Linked DNA regions of Rattus norvegicus: region 1 is linked to region 2. The links are chromatin contacts, called in public Hi-C maps. All regions are on one chromosome and are shown on one strand. Each heading gives the region's core, a stretch centred on a gene start, on an enhancer-like site or on the middle of the called end of the contact. The rest is flanking DNA. Distances are from core to core; before and after follow the strand shown. Region 1 holds the start of Plxna1 (plexin A1). Region 2 has its middle 24 kb from the start of Tpra1.

Region 1 (4,438 bases), core at 1,510-4,009, 390 kb before region 2:
GAGTGTATGTACATACATGAATTATGTATGTAGGTCTGAGTGTGATTGCATGCATGTGTACATTTTTATGCATACATGAGTGTGAGTACATGTATGTATACACGTATGTATGCCCATGCATGAGTGCCTGTGAGTGCATGTATGTTTGTATGTCTGAGTGCATGAATATATATATATATGTACATGTGCGAATACCTGTGTGATGTGTGTACATGTGCACGCCTGTGTGTGTGTACATGCATACATGTAGGTGTGGAGGGTTCTGAACAGGAGAACCCTTTACTTTGACCCTTAGGTCATGGGTGGAAACCAGAGACAGGAAGAGCCCACAACCTCCAGAAAGGAGGTAGCAGGTGGGAAGAGAGTGAAATGGGCAAGGAAGCACTGATGTGGGAACAGGGGAAGACTGGAAGAAGTGGGTCCTTTAGCATGCCTGGGCTCTCCCTATGCCTTTCCTCCTTACCTCTTACCACTAATATGGGGCTGTCTGTAGTGAGGAAGAGACAGCTGATCCCATCTGTAGGAGAGACTGTCACAGGTGCAGAAATGACCCTAAAACTGTCTGGGACTGGACATGTGAGGAGAGGGGTCTTAAGAATCTTATTAGGCCTCCTTGTCCAGAACCTTGCTTCTGGGAGTCCTCCTCTCCTCTCCAGTTCCTGCAGGGAAGTGACCCCCAAGGGGGAAACCCAGAGGGAGGAGCCCTGGCAGCAGCAGTCACAGCAGCTGTGCTGACTCACTTCCTCTCTAAAATGTGGTTAAGAGCCCTAAAGCTGCAGACCCAGGTTCAATCCCAGCTTTTCTATGGTCACTGGCTTTCTTCTTCTGCTTCTGGGGACTCAGTAAGGCCACATAAAAATGAGCTGAGACATCAGCAGAGGCCCACAATGCAGCTGAGAGGAATCTGTGGAAACTATTAGCATCAACTAGTCCAAAGCAATAGCCCCTAGCTGGTTTTCATCCAGAAAAAGGGTTGTAGAGGTCATCTATCCCGTCCTACGGGATGGTAGCCTTCTTCGTGTTGATTTGCTGTTTTTCATGTGTTCTGGACACCTATCCACTGTGTGTGGATCACAAAACAGGAAGAGCTTCGAGTGCCTACCTAGCTGTACTTTGGAAGACAGGTTGGCAAAGGCAGGTGTGGGCAAAAGTAGACTGGAGCCAAGGAGCAGAAGCAGCTCAGGGAACAGCTGGATAGGCCCATCCCCAGTGTGCTGTGGCTTTCACACTGTTACCTCTCCAAAGTGTTGCAAGTGGACTACCAAATCTGTGAGGAGGTGAAGCTGTGGACTGGACAGCATAGCCAACTATTGGAAGGAGACATATCAGCTCTGTACCAGGTGTGCAACTGCGAAGCCCATGGTTTGAACGGCACCTCTGGGCTAGGTTGCAAGCTCTAGGGAGCGTGGGCAGGACACACGGCCTGTGCAGTCTCTGTCTACCCCATTTGTACAGTACAACAGAGATTTGTACGTTCAGTATATTTGTAGTGCCTGTGGAATCAGATGGTAAATGTAACCGTGGGAGAAGGGTCTCACCACCATTCAGAAGCATAGAGAACCAGCGCCTATTCTCAGCCTGGCAAAATCAAATCATAACCTTTCCCACTGTTGCTGATATTTCTTCACCATGCGGAGGGGTGGGTTTCACTGGGGAAAACCAAGTTTGCAGCGTCTGCTGAAGCTAGAGACCTAACTACCAAGGTCTAGAGTGGGGAATCCCAGTCCAGTAGCAGAAGGGAGGGTTGATTATCCAAAACGGTCCATGCCACACAGTGAGAGCAAAGACTAACCACAGAACCCTGCATTCCTATCAGAGAGGATGGTGGGATACCATTTCTATAACATCCCCAAACAAGCTACACAAAAGAATATGTCATTCAGGGAGACAGAATATAAACGGTCACACCCAGAGAAAAGCCAGGCAAGGATGAGCACAGGGAAAGAGTTTGATGGCTGCCTGGGAGAGGATTGAGTAGGGACAATGGGCCTTACCGGGTGAGCTGCACTGGGTCCCCAACAGGCTGTGCCTAGTCAGCGCTCGCCCCCCGCCCCCCCACGACCACCTTTTCTGGTTGCTCTGTTGTGTTCTGCGTGCAGCTGCATGCTTTGGTCTGGATACCTTGCACTGGGTGGCCTTATTTAGAAAGATTCTCTAGGCGACCCAAACCTGGCGCACCCAGCTCTGCAGGCCACCCCCGCGCCCGCGGTCGGCCCGGCGAGGTCTCTTATCTTTCTGGGGTAGTTCTAACACGCACAGCTGCAGAACCGAGTACGGGACGGGACAGTCGTCCCCTGAGCTTAGGCATCCTGGCACGCACCACCGCCTGGGGCCCGCGGCACCTAAGCGATCGGTGCGCAGGCCGAGATGAGCAATAGGACCAGGGCAAGTGCTTCCTCTGGACTCAGTTTACCCTTCCGTGGACGAAAGCTGTATTTCCAGTCTGTGCTCGTCGTAGAGTGCACCGACTCCTGGGACCACCCGGACCACCTCACCCACCCCTACCCTAGTCCAGAGTTTTAAGGCTGATGTGGCCATCGCCCTTTGAAGGCAAGCGGTGGGGCCCGGCGAGCGCGCTCTCGCCGCGGGCCCGAGCGCCCCCTGCCGGCCATCGCAGGTCCCGCCCCGCCCCCCGGCCCCGCCCCCGGCTTCGGCCGGCGCATGCGCGCGGCACGGCGCTCCGCGGGGCGGCGAGAGCGAGGCCGGTCCGCAGCCGCGCGGAGCTCAGCGCCCCATTCATGCTGGGCAGCGGCGACGCAGCCACGCAGCGGAGCGGAGCCCGGGCGCGGCGGCCTCGGCCTGGGCGGCCTGCGCGGCGTGGGCGGCCCCGCAGAGGGGCGAGCGGCGGGGCGCAACGATGGCCAGCGGCGGGACGCGCCCGGGGTTGGCGGGTGAGTCGGGGCGCAACTTTCCCCGCGGGCGGCGGGAGGCTCGTCGCGGCCCGGGGTCCCGAGTGGTCTGGGGGCGCTGGCGGTGGCCAGGGGGGTGTGCGCGGGGACTGCGGCGCGCGTGTCCGCGGCTGGCGTGTCCTGCGGTTCCGGCCGGGCGCCCGCGTGTGTCCGGGCGCGGTCTCCGCTATGGGCTGCCGCGTCCCGGCGGGTCGCAGCGCGTCCGGGGCCCTGCGATCCGGGCGGCGCAATGTCTGTGGCCGCAGTCGCGGCCCCTTCCTCCAGGCAGGAGAGAAAGTTTGCAGTGGCCCCGCGGGAAGGGCCCTGCGGGTGCCCATGTCGGCCTGTGTCGCGCCGGGTCCGACCGGGCCGCGGGTGGGGACGTGGGCCGCAGGCGAACGCCGCGCTGGGCAGGCCCGGGCAGGGCCGCGGGATTCGGGGCAGGTCCCAGGCTGCGCCTCGGGCCGGCCTGGGGCAATGGGGTGGAAGTTGCAAGGCTTCGTGGGGACCCCCGCCCCCTCCGGCTCCGGCGTGCGAGTGGGCGCCACAGCCAGCCCAGGCCCGCAGGCCCTCCACCCGGCTGCAAGGGGCGGTGCGGTGCCACCGGAGAGGACGCCGGCTCTGGCCTCCTCGGCCTCCCCCTGCGCAGGGCCTCCACGGGTCATTCCTTCCCTGGAGGTTTTCCCCCTTGCTTCCTGGACGGTCCCAGGCCTGGTGTGTGGCGAGGACGACGGCGGTGTTGGGCTGACTCTGGCTGCTGTGGGGAAGGGCGAGTGTAGCCTCCAGGGAGGCCCCTCTGCCTGCAGAGACCCCAGATGCAACCCTGGAAGGATATGAGAGGGCTTCTGAGAGGCTACTAGGTGCTTGGAGCTGTCTCAGTCTCATCTGTGGGGTGCTGGGGCCACGCCCCTTGAAAGAAAGGGGTGTGTTGGGGGGGATGGGAAGGAGCTGAGCCTCTGCCCCTCTGCCCCTCTGCCCCTCTGCCAGGCTCCTACCCCTGTCTCTGTCTCCTGGTGCTGCCTACCTCTTCCAGCAGGTGCTGCGGGTCTTCCGTCTCGGCAGGGTGGTGCTATCTTGTGCTTCTCCAGCCCTCCCGGAGCACCCCCAGTTTCCCAGGTCCCTTGCTTGTTGGGGTGAGCAGGAGGATGTGGTGCTGCATTATTAAGCGGGCCAAGAGTCTGCTGGGTTTGGGAAGCACTCAAGCCAGTGCCCTAGGCAGAGGTGCAAAGCAGGGTATCTGCTTCAGGGCTAAGCTGTCAGGCAGTGGGGAGTTGGCAGCTTGGAGCCCACCAAAGGTGTCTTCAGGCACAGAGGACAGCATGGGTGAAGGCTTGGGGTGTGTGTACAGTGTTGGCTGAGGAATGTGATTTTGGGTTTGGGACCAGACAAGATATGGTGGACAAAGCCACATCCCATGGAACTCCTTATCAGGAGTATGGGACCCCAGGGAGCACCTTTTCTGGAGAGCAGGACTCTGAAGCCTCCATGTAGAGAGTAAACCGTTGGAGACCAACTCCTGTGACCTCCCACAGGGTGGGGCAGGGTGACAA
Region 2 (4,840 bases), core at 850-3,349:
AGGCACCATTAGTCACCGACAGAACCGCAGTGTGCCCTCAGGTGTGCCTGAAGCGTCATGGAAACAGAGCCCTGCTGTGCTGCCAGCACCACCAAGGACAGACCCAGCACACAATGACGGGTCCTATAGACACAGGGTGTCTCCACAGCTACAGCCTGGGAGCTTGGGCATTGTCTCCTTGGAATTGCTGACGACACCCTGCCCAGGAGCTGGTGTTACATAAACTCTGTGATGTCACGGGAGGAGGGCCTCTGGCTGTTAAGGGCTGTGAGAGCCCAGTACAGCCCAGAGCCCCAAACTCTGCACCGAGAATCCTCTGAGCTGGCTGTCCAACCTTGGCTGGACTATCTTGGAGAACAGGAGGCTCACCCTCTTACCAGGAGAGCAAGCTCGAGCTAGAGGCCAGGGCTCACACCCATGGAGGACCCATCTCCCTGCTCTGCGGCATCCTCAGAGTCCAGTCACCCTACCCTTCAGCAAAAGCCATGAAGACCCATGGCCAGGAGTCTGGGGATGTTTACTGCTGTGGTGCCTCCTACTGAATGACACTGGCCATTCCCTTTCCTCTCTGAGTCAATGCAGGTAACCTGCCTCCTTCAAAGAGGACTATCCCAGCACACAGAGATGAGGCCAGTTTCCCCTAACTCTTCTCCGACTCCGTGGTTTGCCAAGTTGGGCATTCTGGGCATACCCCGGGGCCTTTATACTATTGTCCCTTCTATTTGGAAAGCAACTCTGCCTCTCCTCTCCTTTCTAGCCTTAGTCTCCACTGCCTCCTCAGCTAACAATAGCCTCTTTCCATCCCCCTCCCACCTTCTCATCCAGTCTTTTTATTTGCCTGTTATCTGTGATTTCTAATAGAACACAAGCTCAGAGGACAGGGGCCCTGTCTATTCCATGCACCACCAGAGCCTTGAGCCTAGAGTGTGTCTGGCACATAGTAGGTATTCAGCAAACACCTACTATGAATGAACAACTGCAGACTAAGAACAACAGGCTGGAAGAGGGCTGCTGCGTCAAAGTCAGGGTCCAGCCAGGGTCAGCCCCGGCTCTGAGCAGCATCCATTCAGGTTCCATGCGTTGTCAAGCCCCTGCCTTTGTGACCCGTCCCCTCCCATCAGCCCTCCTCAGGCAAAGAAGAGGCCAAGAGGTCACGGGTCTCCTAGAGACACAGTGGGGGTCTCTGTTCAATGGGAAGCTTTGTGACACCTAATCACCCTGTTCCTGATGGAGGATGCCTGTCACTGGGGTGATCCTCAGTAGCCCAGCTAGCCTAATAGAAAATTAGCATGGCTGCCAGAGAGGACAAAGAGGCAGAGCCCAGCCCTGTACTCCCTCGGCTGCTTCCGCTTCGGAAAGCCTGGTCACTCACGGGACTTAGACAGAGGAGGCCTTGAGAACTAGCACAGATGCAGGTGCCCTGCTGTACTTGTGGAGGGAACAAACAAGGGCCCAGCCGCTCTGTGGATGGACCCCCTCTGTTTGGTGCTCTCCTGCGCATGCCTGTGCTGTCCGGTCTTTTGTTTTGAATGTGGACTTTGTTTGCAACAGAGGACACACGGAACACAGAACTTGGAAAAATGGGTCTACAGTGGAAAGAATCCTGCACCTGACTCCCACCCCCCAAAGATAAGCACCGCCCACTGAATCCTTGCAAGATTTCTCTACGTGTACAGAGAGGTGTGGACACACACATACACACACACACACACACACACACACACACACACACACGCACACACGCACATGCACACACGTGCACGCTAAGCTTGGCTCTGCTTGTTATAGCTCTCCACTCTGGAGACTGTTCCTCATCGGAACTTATCTTGAACTCCTGCGGTTCTCCCGGAAGCCCTGTGTGTCACTTCACAGTGAATCCCCTCCTGTTGGCCATGGAGGGAGCTTCCAGCTTCGGCTTACAGGTGATATCTTGATGTGCCAGTCTTCACACAGTCCTCATTCCGCAAGCTGCCTTTCTTTTTCCGCTCAATAATAAATGATCCTTATCTTCCCGGGTAAACAGCCCTGCCATTCCTTTGAGAGCTGAATAGCAGGCCATTGTGCTTTCTAGCCAAAGCAGATGTAACCACTCCCTCGCTGGAGTCTAGACTGTTGCCAGCATTTTGTTATTACAGGCTGCTCTGCAGGGACATTCCTTCAAGCTAAGCCTTGGCACACGGCCTTAATTCTCTCCTCGGCCATGTGCCCAGAGATGGAATTTATAGGTCAAAGGGTGTATTTTTTTTTCTTCTGTCTTTTTTTTGTGTGTGTGTGCCACATTTTAAAATCCTTTGAAGTAAGTGTGTGTGTGTGTGTTTGTGTCTGTGTGTGTGTGTGTCTGTGTCTGTGTCTGTGCCTGTGTTTTTGTGTTTTCTTTTGGGCTGGAGGTTTCTGTAGGTGCCCTCAGAGCTTCCCTGTGGTTTTTGCATAATGGGCTATGAATGCTTTCTCTCCCTGCCTCTAAAATTGCTCAGCCATATCCTGTTCCTGCCTCATGGGTGGGAGCAGACATAAGTCTTTCCCCAGCCTGGAAGCTTTTCCCCTGAACAAAATGTGGATCACTAGAGTTCCTGACTGACGTGGGCAGCCAGGGTGGAAAGCAGAGTGAGTGGTGTGTCTATAGCCACAGCTGCTCAGAGGCTGGGTTGGCCTGAGACCTGGGACAAACATCTCACCACTAAGGAAGCATTACCCAGACTGGAGCTGAGGAGCCTGATTCAAAAACTAGAGGGCAGAGTTCCAGGCCAGCCTGGTCTACAAAGGGAATTCCTGGCAAGCCAGGGCTACATAGTGAGATCTTGTTTCATACAAATGAACAAGAACAAAAACGAGAGCTCTGTGTGTTCAAAGGCTTCAGGTCAGTTAAGACCAAAGTGTTTTCCTGATTAAAGAGATGCTGGAGATGGGCCAGCTCATCACCAATGGGCCTGACTTGATACCTTGGCCATTATGAACATTACTAGGCCCACTGGCCAGACTAGGTCTGAGGGTTGACTTGGGTGTCTCCTATCAGTGTCACTGCCATGGGCTGGAGGTGTTGGAGCCATTAAAGGAAAAGAGTCACCTTCTCCCTGCACTCTCTGGCCTTCTAGTTGCTTGGGTGTTCTATGCTCAAACACAGATTCCCAATAACACTGTGGCAACCCTCCAGTCACCGGGTGGATAGCTGCAATAGTTCTGAGAAGCCTGAGACAGAGGAGGAGACCCCGCTGACCCTGGAGTGCTGGGATGGTGTTGGGCACTGTTAAAAATCACTCTTATTGTTAATTATAAATTCTCTAGGTTCTTACTGTAAGCACACCCCTCTGACGTTCATGTTCCTGCAAATAACAAAGGCACTGGGGGGAAGAGGGGCAATCTGACCCCCTAATTAGCAGCTATTAGATTCTCCTTAGCTTCTCTGAGCAAAAGGACTATCAGATAGTCAGACAGATTACTCTTATGCCTCGAGGAAACTACACAACAATTGCAGCTGATTGCTGCAGCTCATGAAAGTTGTAGCCTACTCAAGGCTCTTTTAGTGTAAGATTTTTGTTATTACCAGTCTTGGTGAACTCTAAATAACTTCTTCCAGTGGTCTTGCAGGGAGAGACTGCTGTGATTGGTGGCAAGAATAAAGGCTGTGAGTGACCGAAACACAAACCTCCCTGACTGTAATTGGAGGGGAAGGAGGTGGGCTGTGGTTGGCACAAACCCAAACCATCATTTACATGTGAGGCTTGCTGCAATTGGTGTAAATACAAACGTTTATCTGTATGTGAGGCTTGTGGTGACTGGTGCAAACACAAACCATCATTTGCATGCAAGGCTTGCTGGGATTGATCACGCCTGAGAGGTGTGTGATCCGTGTACTCACCTCTCTTCAGGTTTTAGAAACAGGATGCTCAGCTCGCTTGACTCAGTGCTAAGAGAACAAAAAGTGTGTCCCAATATGGTGGCTCCTAGTGCCAAACTGTCCTGAGCACCCACTCAGGGCTGTTGACAAAGCCAGGGCTTGCTTCCACCTGGCATATTCTGAAGACCCTTTGTGAGCAGCATCCCAAGAAGCTCGCTTGGATTCAAGAAGTGGGCAGAGGACACACAGCTTCTATAGTCTGATGATGCTGCCCTGTGGACTCTCATCCTGGGTTGTTTCACTTTAGCCCCATGGGGCTAAATGGTGATTATGTCCTTGGTGACCCTAAAAGGTTTTGCTCTCCAAACTCCTTTACTTTCTGAAACATTGAGGACCTCAAAGAACTTGGTGTCCATTCTTACCGTCCACAGTTACCTCATTGTTAAAGTGACCCTTAAAATTTATGGCACTTTCCTTTTTGTTTGAGAAAATGGTCCCATGTAGACCAGACTGACCTCAAGCTGGTCATGTAGCTGAGGCCAATTTTGAACTCTTTTTTCTTTTTTTCGGAGCTGGGGACCAAACCCAGGGCCTTCAAGCGCTCTACCACTGAGCTAAATCCCCAACCCCTGATCTTGAACTCTTGATCTTCCTGCCTGCCTGCAGCTCCCAAGTTCAGAGATTACAGGAATGGCTCATTCCAACTAGTTTAAAGTTTTGTTTTGGTTGGTTTTGTTTTTGTTTTTTGTTTTGTTTTGTTTTGTTTTGTCACTGAGGCAGGGTTTCTCTGTGTAGCGTTGGCTATCCTGGAACTCACTCTGTAGACTAGGCTGGCCTCAAACTCAGAGATCTACCTGTCTCTGCCTCCTGAGTGCTGGTATTAAAGGCATGTGCCACCACCACCTGGCAAAAGACCTTTAAAAAATAATTTTAAATTACATTTTTAAAAAAATTATTGTGTGGGGTTGGGGATTTAGCTTAGTGGTAGAGCGCTTGCCTAGCAAG

What was found. Hi-C and Micro-C count contacts between places; a contact is called where the count stands out from the background.
Region 1: a Hi-C map of the A7r5 cell line shows a contact between it and region 2, with 9 times the contacts expected there. The contact joins the promoter of Plxna1 here to the enhancer-like site in region 2. A contact is called at or near these places in 11 of 12 Hi-C or Micro-C datasets (the A7r5 cell line, the Rat2 cell line, Schwann cells and 6 more).

The regions. Positions count from the first base shown.
Region 1 is chr4:123,338,453-123,342,890 of GRCr8, reverse strand. Plxna1 (plexin A1) reads left to right here and starts at 2,759. Exons shown (of 32, transcript XM_002729398.6): 1 at 2,759-2,891.
Region 2 is chr4:122,943,385-122,948,224 of GRCr8, reverse strand. No RefSeq gene overlaps it. Among named protein-coding and RNA genes, the nearest start is that of Tpra1, 24 kb to the right of the region's middle. Within about 2 kb of position 2,099, at least 53 of the 93 cell types and tissues checked have an H3K27ac peak or open chromatin away from gene starts, as enhancers often do. A contact at or near this core is called in the A7r5 cell line, Schwann cells and kidney, where this site is marked.